Regions from separate parts of the Anser cygnoides genome. Here region 1 is linked to region 2. Evidence: chromatin contacts called from public Hi-C data. All regions are on one chromosome and are shown on one strand. Each heading gives the region's core, a stretch centred on a gene start, on an enhancer-like site or on the middle of the called end of the contact. The rest is flanking DNA. Distances are from core to core; before and after follow the strand shown. Region 1 holds the start of TTC7A (tetratricopeptide repeat domain 7A). Region 2 holds the start of SOCS5 (suppressor of cytokine signaling 5).

The links. Hi-C and Micro-C count contacts between places; a contact is called where the count stands out from the background.
Region 1: a contact with region 2 is called in a Hi-C map of liver, with 2.4 times the contacts expected there. The contact joins the promoter of TTC7A here to the promoter of SOCS5 in region 2. A contact is called at or near these places in 3 of 7 Hi-C or Micro-C datasets (all in liver).

What each region holds. Positions count from the first base shown.
Region 1 is chr3:30,252,770-30,258,069 of Taihu_goose_T2T_genome, reverse strand. It overlaps TTC7A (tetratricopeptide repeat domain 7A), which reads right to left and starts at 3,379. Exons shown (of 20, transcript XM_048079466.2): 1 at 3,168-3,379; 2 at 1,767-1,930; 3 at 1-71. The coding sequence starts at 3,318. It overlaps MCFD2 (multiple coagulation factor deficiency 2, ER cargo receptor complex subunit), which reads left to right and starts at 3,338. Exons shown (of 4, transcript XM_066993815.1): 1 at 3,338-3,459; 2 at 3,848-3,996; 3 at 4,690-4,849. The coding sequence starts at 3,857.
Region 2 is chr3:30,114,344-30,119,822 of Taihu_goose_T2T_genome, reverse strand. SOCS5 (suppressor of cytokine signaling 5) reads right to left here and starts at 2,636. Exons shown (of 3, transcript XM_066993808.1): 1 at 2,488-2,636. It overlaps CRIPT (CXXC repeat containing interactor of PDZ3 domain), which reads right to left. Exons shown (of 6, transcript XM_013171097.3): 6 at 3,903-5,479.

The DNA of each region.
Region 1 (5,300 bases), core at 2,130-4,629, 140 kb before region 2:
GCATCTCTGTAGGATCCCTCTACGTAATGAAGCTTCCCTAGGATCAGCATAGCTTCTATCATATACTTAGGCTGAAACAGAAATGAGGGGAAAAGAGCATTTACATGGTAAAATACCAATGAGCACAAATGAGATACTTTAGCACAAATTAAGGAGATTCAAAATGTTTTGTTCTTAACCTTGCCAACTACACAATTTGGAGAAGTAAGGATTTAAGCGTCTAGAGATCTTAGCACTATGCTTATGAGAGCAGCAAGCCACAAAGGTCAAGGAATTACTTTGGAGCTCAGTCTGGAAACACACAGCTTACAAGTCACCTCTTCCCTTGCCACTGACCTATTCTATTGATTCACCAGCCATGGATAACACTAAAGCCTGTCACTATCATAACTAGACATACACACCAAGGAAATCCCCTGCTTTTAAACTGTATAGAAAATATTTTTCAGTCATTCAGTTACTGGTCCCCTCTCCTCTGTACATTTAATCAAAAAAAGCAGGAAAGTTCCCAAGTTTTCTTAAGTTCTCAAAAAAAAAGTTCAGGCAAAAGTAGAGGCAGAAAGCATGCCTGCCATTTCTAGGATTTGTTTGGTCCTTAAGGCGTATTGAAAATGTCTATACAAATGTGTGCAAAAGAAAAAAAAAACACTCTCAGTAAGAGACAAACATTTGGACCCTTTCTAATGTTTCCAAAAGCAGGAGAGGTTCCTAATCCTTCACTCCCAGTTTTTAAACACATGCAGTCTACACAGGTTCAAGAGTTGCTTGTAAGTAACCAACATGAGTAGCCAAATCACCACTACAAAGAAACAGTAATTGCAATTCATGAAGCCAAACCTAACACCTAGACCTGGAAACAAACAAACAAAAAAAAACCAAACAAGAACAGTGGTTTTGGCTGTTACTGGGGCTAAACTATAAAGAAAAAGGGCTGGATGAATCCTCCTTCCTACCCTATCTTTTTATTTAAATACACTGACTTTTGAGAAGATACAAACAAGGAACTGCCCCACAGAAAAATAAAAGCTGAACATGGGCTCTGTTGCAAGTAACACGATCAAAGTATAACATCCACTTGCAAGCTCATTACGCTGCAAGTTTCAGAACCAGGAGCAGTACAAGCCTAGAACTTCAGACTTGTAATTCATAGCCTTATTAAAGCCCCACTGTTCAAGGTCACCAGTAGCCACTGAGGCAGTGTCTTGAAACTCTCCTAAAGCTCTCTGCTAATGGGCAGCTATGAACCACACACTCAGAACATGAAACAAAACTGAGGCTAAGTTGGCGTAACTTCTCTGGCAGGGACCGAAAGCAATGCAAGGCTGTAACCTTGGACTTGCACTACGACCTCAACGGCCCAGCAGCAGCGTGAAGCACATTTTACCTCTGTACTGGAGCTGACCAGGTGCACGCAATTCCTTCAGCCCTGGAGCGGCAGGAGGTCCCTCAGCTGGGCAAACCCAGCAGCACCATTAGAAGGCTCTGCACCATGGCTGCAGAGAGCTCCTACATACTCAGCCCAAGTCTTTGTAATCAAAAAGAAGGATATATTTGTAATACCTAACCTGTTCGGATATGAAAAAGCAATCTCCCAACAGAAGACACTGCAGAGGGGCACTGAATTACAAGGACATTAGTAATACCTATAACTACAGCACTGTAAATAGGGGGACGTGATAAGGCAATGTCAACACCTCATATCAGGCTAACAATCACATGAAAAAAGCATTACGTTATCAGCAGTTACAATGACAGAGCCCACTTACCCGCAGCTTTCCTCTGCTTAAGACATTGGTCAGATACTGCTTAGCTTCACTCAGTTTGGGCTCATTCTTCTCTGTCAGGGGAATGGAGTCCTTCAGTTTGGCAAAGTTTTCCTGTAAGCATTCTTCCAGCAGAGCTTCGGCAAGCAGCATACTCCCATAGTCCTCTGAAAGCATACACCAACCAACGAGAAACATCACTTAGCATTTTCGAATGCTATTATCAGCACTACTTTTTTTAAATAGCATTACACTAACATTTAAACAGGATTAAGAGAAAACTCATCATCTGCAAGACACATAAATAGTAACTCTGAGGGGTGAGAGGAACTAGTGGAGGAAAAGAGGAAGTAGTGTTAACTTGGGGTATTGGAAACATTGTTATCTATGAAAAATAAAATGACATTTCCTTTTAATTAAACGATTTTTCCCTGATTGGATCCTTTCATTTTGACAGCAAAGCTCACTCTTGTGTTGTCACTAATGTAGCAATTAATTTAAAAGTGAGTTTTGTGATGAAAAACTGTAAGACCAGTCTTAGCAAGCATTTAAGTACACGCTTAAAATTTGTGAATGTACAAGCATGAAAACTTGCTTCAGACTAGGCATAAGCCATGATCTTCACTACAGAACAGTAACTGCATCAGAAGCTTAATATTTTACTTAGAAGAAATTATTTTCTATGAACTTTAAGATGCATCACTTGCTAAAAACATCTCATCTGGCGGCGTAGCTGGAGCTCTCGCTTGATGGGTCTAGTTCAGCAGCTCATTCATTCATAGAAGGAGTATCTCAAACAGCCGGCTGCTGAGTCAAATAGGGTAAGAACGTCTTTGTAAATCAAAGAAGAAAAAAACCAAACGAGCACTGTGTGTCACACAGACTTCGTGTTCCAGAGCCCGAAGCTGCGGAACGGGGGCGCAGGGCAGCGTCCTCCCCGCACTCGCAGCCCGTGGGGCAGCCGCTGCCCGCTCGCCCCCCCCGCGCGAGGCACAGCGCGCGTGCTGCGGCCCGAGCGCCAGCGCACACCGGCGCGGGAGCGGAGCTCCGCCCGCCCGACGGCCGGCACGCACCTACCGCGCGCCGGCACCGCGAAACGGGGAAGCGGCACAACACAGCGGGCCCTGCGCGTGCCCACCCCCAGCCACAGCCACTCGTACGCGGCACCGGGGAGCACCCAGGCGCTCGCCGGCCCCTCTGCCGGAGGCGAGAGGCGCAGGCACAAGGAGGGACCGAGCCCCCGAACCGCCGCTCCCCGGGCACCCGGCCAACGGGCGCTGCCCTCGGGACCGCCAGGGGAAGGCACCGCGGAGCCCCCCCCCCGCGGCCGGACCAGCACCCCGGGGCTCCCCCCGGCTCCCGGGGCAGGTCAGCGCCCCGCTGCCGCTCCCCCCGCCCCCTTACCGGCTTCCTCGGCGCCCGCCGCCGCCTTGCGGGGCGCCCTGGCGGGGGGCAGCAGCTGGTGCCGCACCAGCAGCCGGAGCTGCGCCCAGTGCCGCTCCGCCCGGCACCGCTCCAGCTCCCCCGACAGCTTCACGTGCCACAGCGCCGCCATCTTAGCGCCCCGCCGCCGCCGGACCGCGGGGCGCCGCCGGGACGCGCCCACCGGCCGGGAGGCCCCGCCCACCGGCCGGGAAGCCACGCCCATTGGCCGAGAGGCCCCGCCCATCCGTCGGGAAGCCACGCCCACCGAGCGGTAAGTCACGCCCACCGGCCGGGAAGCCACGCCCACCGAGCGGGAAGCCACGCCCACCGAGCGGAGCCCCCGCGGCGCCGAGGCCCCGCCCCCCGAGGGTGAGGCCCCGCCCCTTCCCGCCGCACCTGGCCGCCGGCGAGCGCTGCACGCGGCCCTGCGGGCGCCGTGACGCGACCGCGCCCCGCCGCAAGGTGCAGCCGGCGGGCGGGGCGCCGAGGGGCGGGGCGGGGCGGGGCGCGCGCATGCGCCGTGGGCGGAGGGGAGCGCAGGGCCCGGCTCCACCTGGGGGCCAGGGCCGCCATCCCGCGGCGGCGGTTTAACGGCTGCGGGCGGCGGTTTAACGGCCGGGCGTCGCCCGTCTCTCCGCGCTCTGTTTTCCTCTCCGCAGGAGATCGCCATGGCCCCGAGGGGTGTTGGAGCGGCTCTCCTGTGCTGCTGCCTGGCCGCCTCCCTCCTCGGCGCCCTGGCTGAGGAGCGCGGCGGGGAGGGCCAGCACGCGAACATCCGCCTCGATAAGAACCTGGTGCAAGATAAGGAGTACGTGTCCCGAAAACGCCGACGGTGCTTCTTAGCCGTCTGCTTACCTCCTGCGGCGCCAGGCGGGTTAAAGGCGAGGGCAGCCGCCCGGCTCGGGGTACCGCGTGAAGAGCTGGGGGCAGGCAGGAGGCAGCTGCTGGAGAACTTGACAGCAGGTGCCAGACCCGGAAAGGTCTCCGGAGCCTTCAGCACAACTCACGCTATAAGTGATTTCTTACAGGAACCCTGCTCGCCTAGATCAATGTACTTTAGACAAAACAGTACTTTAAGCGGGCAGGGAATGGTTTTCTTCTTCCTTGCTTCTTCACGCACCAAAGAGAGGTAGCAGCAAATGCAGTTCCCTAGTTCATGTATGAGTATAAATGCTCTTCCTCCAGACCCTTTGCTTTGGAAAACAGCCCAAAGGAGACTCTGAGGGCTGCTTGGCTTGTTTTTGTAATCAGTTCAGTAGGCCAGAAGAAAGAGGAATAGCTACCTAAGACGCTAGGGGCCACTGCAACACCTGTAACAACCAACCTTTGTGCCTTTCTCATTTTAGTGTAAAACTGTCAGTTGTCCTGGTTGTCTAGGGTGCTTTTAGAGATACAGTGCTTCCTGTGCACTTGACTGCTTGATCAAAGACTAAATTTGATGTCAACATAGAATTAAATATTAACTAACTGGTATGTCGCTTGTTGTTTTTTTTTTTCTTAGACACATCATGGAACATTTGGAAGGTGTTATTGAAAAACCAGAATCTGAGATGTCTCCGCAAGAGTTGCAGCTTCATTACTTCAAAATGCATGATTATGATGGCAATAATTTGTTAGATGGGCTAGAGCTTGCTACCGCTATATCACATGTCCACAAAGAGGTAGGTGGTATATTGTAATGGCTTGTGCATTTGCAAACAGTTCTGACTTTCTTAAACCAGCTTTAAGTAGCATAGTCACAACACACCTTCAGTGCAGTTACAGTAGAACAGTTCTTGTGAAAACAAGACTATTATCCCTTTGGCTTGATTTATAAACATACTAACTTTATCATAGTTTTTTCATGTCACATCACAGTTTTCAAGAAGACTCCACTGTCGTTTAAACTTTACTGTGGGCGAAGAGTGGAAATGATTTGACAAAGGGGATACTTTGATAGCCAGGGATGGGGAGAGGAAAAAGGGAAATTGTCCACGATGGAATTAAGCTGATGTGAGGTTATAGAAGTAGCACGTGATACGATGCTGCTGCAGGTTCTAAGCCTGCTGTTTTCAAGCCCAAACTATTACTGCCGTGGATAAGCGAAGAGACATCTTGCACAAATTCGGCTTA
Region 2 (5,479 bases), core at 1,387-3,886:
AAGTCATGTCAAGCTACAGCTACTGCATGCTACCAGCTGTCTGAATTTACTAGTTCACTCTACTAATTGCTAATGCAATTCTGAAACTGGGGTAGACACGAGACATTTAGGCAAACTGGAAAATCAGAACAGATCTCAGCAGCTCAGTCCATCAGGTCTCAAACTCATTCTGTTTTCTCTTTTTTTACAGTTTGCTTCAGACTGACTCAGAATACATCCTAAAAGTCTATTTAATTCATTCTGCCGTAGTTATTAATGAACAAAAACAGCAGAGAGAATCAAATCTGTCCTTATGTAGACCCCACTGCTAAGACTATTGCTTTAACATCAAGTCCATCTGAGCATCCCAGCTTGCAGGTTAATAACCGAACGAATTAGCAGCTATTAACTTGGAGACTTGCCTCCTTTCAGTAGTTCGCTGTGGCTACTTACCTCCTGTCAGTATCTCATGACCACAACCTCCAAAGTCTGCATCTGATAAGGTAACAGGGTTATACCCAGGCCGAGCGCAGGCTAGCAGCTTCAGCAGGAGGCCTCACACGGCACAAACCTGGGCGATGTGAGACGATGTGAACCAGCCTCCAGATTCCTCCGGATGCAACACACTTTAAGAACCGGCCCTGATGCTGTCCGTGCACACAGAGGCCCACACGAGGCAGGAGCTCAGCAGCAGAGTCAGGAGAGCCGAGAGAGCAGTGACGCGGCCCCAAACTCCCCTCCCGAAGTGCGCTTGGGAAGGGACATCCCATCCTGCTCGGTGGCTCGCTGCACTCAAAGCTTCTGGCACACGAACTGCAGCCTCGGCGATGCAAAAACACGCTTTGCGGGGAGGAATGGGACTAAAAAGACTCTTTGGTAAGAGTGATCTTGGAGCAGCATCCCTAGCTGAAGCTAACCAGGTTTACATGAAAGGAAGGTAGGAATCACACCCTCATTCTGTAATTCCTTAATAAAAACAAAAGCACTTCTAGGAAGCCACATTACGACACCGATTCTCTAAACAAGTCCACACTAAAGGGTCCAGCAACTGAACAATCTCCTTCCGGCACTGGGCCCTACCTCATAGGATATTAATAAGATTATAAAGAAAAAAAGCACCCTGACATGCAATTGCTCGCCTCTAAGAGGCTGAAGTTTAAACAAAATAACCACACAGAAGGTTTTATGATTAAAAACTCTTATCTAGAACAGAACAGTCAGATGTATTCAAAGCACGTGAAGTATTTGGATAGCCATGATAATGCAGCATGCAGCCTCCTGCACAACAGTTTAAAGCCACAAGGAAACTCTCAGGATTTTCACTCTCATCTTGACATCCAACACACATGCTTAGCTCACTGCCTTCTGGAGGAGACAGATCAATTACTACGAGAGCCAGTCTTTTTCTGTGCAAATTCAGTTTTAAATAAGGTTACATAAACGCAACCTCGGGTAGCACTTTTCATTCATGTCATCCCCCTGCAAACAGCTCACTTGGACTACATCTACCCTAAAAACATTTTCTTGTAGGAATATACCACAGCACCACCAACAAAAATAATCCTGGAGTTGTTGCAGTTTATGTGGGAAAAGCTGTTCGTTTACCAAAGTAAAGGGAGCAACACAGGCCATAATGGGATGAGTTTTGGTGGAAAAGCACTGTATTTTTCATCACAGGGCTGGCATGGCATAACCAGGGGTGGTACCCCACATGCAGGGAGAGTGGTGCCCCGTGGGACGATCTGGCTGTGCACACACTGCCTAACACCACCGGTTACAATCGCAGCAACATCTCATAAAACTTCAGTGGGCTTTAGAAGAGATGAAAAAAAGAAAGAGAAGCATTCCGAACGTGTTCAGGGAAGGGGAGCGTAACTCCTGCATGCTGCCCACCCACATGCATGCCCTGACCAGGTGCCAGGCCAGGTGGCCGTGATTCCTTGCAAGCACCGAGCCATGGGGCTGACACCACCAGCACCACCAGCACCACCAGCACCACCAGCACCACCAGCACCACCAGCACCACCAGCACCACCAGCACCACCACCAGCACCACCAGCACCACCAGCACCACCAGCACCACCAGCACCACCACCAGCACCACCACCACCACCAGCACCACCACCACCAGCACCACCACCACCAGCACCACCACCACCACCAGCACCACCACCAGCACCACCACCACCACCAGCACCACCAGCACCACCACCAGCACCACCACCACCACCAGCACCACCACCACCACCAGCACCACCACCAGCACCACCACCACCAGCACCACCACCACCACCAGCACCACCACCAGCACCACCACCACCACCACCACCACCAGCACCGGGCCGTCCCCTCACAGCACCGCCCCGAGCTGCGCCCCCAGCCGGTCCCCAGCCGCGGCAGCTCCCCGGGGCGGCCACCCCGGCCCTGCCCGGACCTGCGGCGGCGAGGAGCGGCCGCCGATGCCGCCCCGTTCCCGTTCCCGTCCCGGTCCCGTCCCCACGCACCCACCGCCGTGCCGGGGCAGCGGCCCCTCAGCGCCGTCCCGGCGGCCCCCCGGGCCCCTCCGGCCGCCGCAGCGCCGCCGCCATGTCCCGCCGCCGCCTGCCGCTGGGCGCGCGCCGTGCGCTCCGCCGGGCCCCCTCCCGGCCCCCCCCCGCCGAATGGAAAATAGCTCCCCCGGCCCCGCAGCGGGCAGAGCGGGAGCGACGCCTCGGCAGCCAATAGGAGACGGGTTGGCTCGCGGCGCGGCCAATGGGAGCGGCGGGCCGGGCGGGGCGGGGCGTCGCGCGGCCTATCCGGGAGCAGCGCCCGGGCTGACCCGCTAGGATGGCTGCGACGGGCCTCCGCCGCCGACCATCTTGGAGTCGGGCGCGATGCCCAGTCTGGGAAGGGGCTCGCCGGCGGCCATTTTGGGTTCGGGCGAGGGGCGCGGGGCGGGGCCGCGTCACGTGGCGGGGCAGCAGGCGGAAGCGGCGCTCGAGGAGCCTCAGCCGGACTCGGCCGGACGCGGCGGGGCTCGGGCGGCTTCGGGCGGCTTCGGCCGCGCTCGGCCCCGTTCGGCCCGGCTCGGGCGGGTCCGCCGTGAGGGCGCTGTGGCACATTAAAGGCTGTTGGAGCCATGTTGTTGTCGTTGTCGTACAGGGGCTGTGCCCTGTGCAGAACGCTTCTCCCTCCTTTCCCTCGCTTCTTCCCTGTAATGGGGAGCGAGCTCACTGCCTGGCTGCGGTACAGCCAAAACGCACCGAATCGCACCACACAAAGCGTGCTGGTCGCTGCTAGGGTGCAAGGGAGGGCTGGGGGAATGGCCTCAGGTTGCGCCAGGGGAGGCTCAGGTTGGAAGTGAGGAGACATTTCTTCTCAGAAGGAGCAGTCAGACATCGGAAGGGGTTGCCCAGGGAAGTGGTGGGGTCACCGTCCCTGGGGGTGTTCAAGGCAAGGTTGGACGTGGTGCTTAGGGACATGGTTTAGTGGGTGTTACTGGTGGTAGGGGGATGGTTGGACCAGATGGTCTTGGAGGTCTCTTCCAACCTTGATGATTCTGTGATTCTAAGTTACTGTTACACCAAAGGGAAGGGTAAAGCCCTGCACCTGGGGAGGAACAACCCCAGGCGCGTGTTGGGGCTGACCGCCTGGAAATCAGCTTTGTAGAGAAGAACCTGGGGGTGTTGGTGGACACCAAGTTGAACACCAGTCAGCAGCTCGCAGCAAAGAAGGCCTGTGGTGACGTGTGGTGCCTGCAGGTCGAGGGAGGGGAGCCTTCCCTTCTGCTCGGCACTGGTGAGGCCACACCTGGAGTGCCGGGTCCAGTTCTGGGCTCCCCGGTACAAGAGAGATGTGGACGTGGTGGGGAGGGTTCCAGTGAAGGGCCATGAAGGTAGTTAATGGACTACTAATGGATGGTAGTTAATGGCACCTCTCCTGTGAGGAAAGGCTGAGGGAGCTGGGCTGTTCAGCCTGGAGAAGATCAGGGGAGCTCGTCAATGTACATAAATATCTGAAGGGAGAATGCAAAGAAGAGGGAGGCGGGCTATTTCTAGTGGTGCCCAGTGACAAGACAGGAGGCAATGGACACAAACTGGAGCACAGGAGGTGCCCTCTGAACATCAGGAAATTATTATTTTTTATTTTTTTTTTTACTGTGCAGGTGACGAAGCACTCGCAGAGGTTGCCCAGAGAGGTTTTGGAGCCTGCATCTTGGGAGATCTTCAAAAGCCACCTGGATGTGGTCCTGAGCAACCTGCTGTTGGTGGCCCTGCTTGAGCAGGGGTTGGACTATGGGACCTACAGAAGTCCCTTCCCACCCCATCCAGTCTGTGATTCTATAACATTTAGTATCACCACATCACCTAAAAGCCTTTGCTTCAGAAGCATGACTGAAGTTACAATTTATTTCTGCAGTTACCCACTGCTGACTCCACCTGTATAAAAGTTACATAAGTCAGTTTTAACTTCAACTTTCAGACTGTTTCCCTTTTTAATGACTTCTGTAGGAAGCATTCATGTTTAATTCTAGTACATAGTAAATATTTTTTATGCTAGATACTTATGGACTTCTCGGAACTATTAAGTTTGATTAAGCACAGACCCTAAAGCCCCAAATGTGCTGTATCTCTTCTTATTCATAGACCAAAACCTCTTGATGTTACTGTTTTTGTCGGGATTAAGCTACAGTTTCAGCTAGAACAATAGCAGTTAATCCTACATCCACAAAGATGCTACATCCCTGTAACTAGATTTTCATCAAAATATCATTTACACCTCAATCCTATTAAATATATTCATATTTTAGTGCATGTGTAAAGTTTTACATTCTGAGACAGAAATAATAAAGGAGAGAAAAAGCTTGAAACTTTTCATAGAGTAGAGCAATGGCTGGCACCTTAGAAATCATTGCTGCTCTTATGCAGACGTTCCACATGGCCTGGAAGGAACCCCATTTAATATAAACCCTATCCACACAGTATCAGACCTCTTCAGTTTGTCAAGAGGAATTAAGGTCTTCAATCTAATAATTGCTACTTAAAATCCAACATCTCTCGGATCTACTTGTGCAAACATGCTTGTCTGAACAACCTCCTTCCTACTTCCTTCCTTTTGTTTCCACAGCAGGACATCTTTTGGGATGTCCCTTAATTTCTACCTGGATTAACCCCTTCATGGAAACACAGAAGAAAAAAAAGAAAGAAAAAAAAAGAAAACCAACATAACTGAGTACAGAGATTAAATACAAAACTCCATGCAATTGCAATGAACTGATGGAGAACTAGCAGAATAGCCAATATTAACTGACAGCCTCTATTCAGCTTTGGTAAATAAAGTTGCCTACATTTTGTGTACCTATGTGTGGTACTCTTGGGGTCATTGTAATTTCTTCCCTTATATCATGTTTTATCAAGACATCTGAACGGTTCATTACTCAAATTTGCTTAGGTGGCAGTCATTCAGAAAACTGGTAAAACCAAAGCTTGTAAAGTTTCAGAAGACTGATATTTAGAAGACA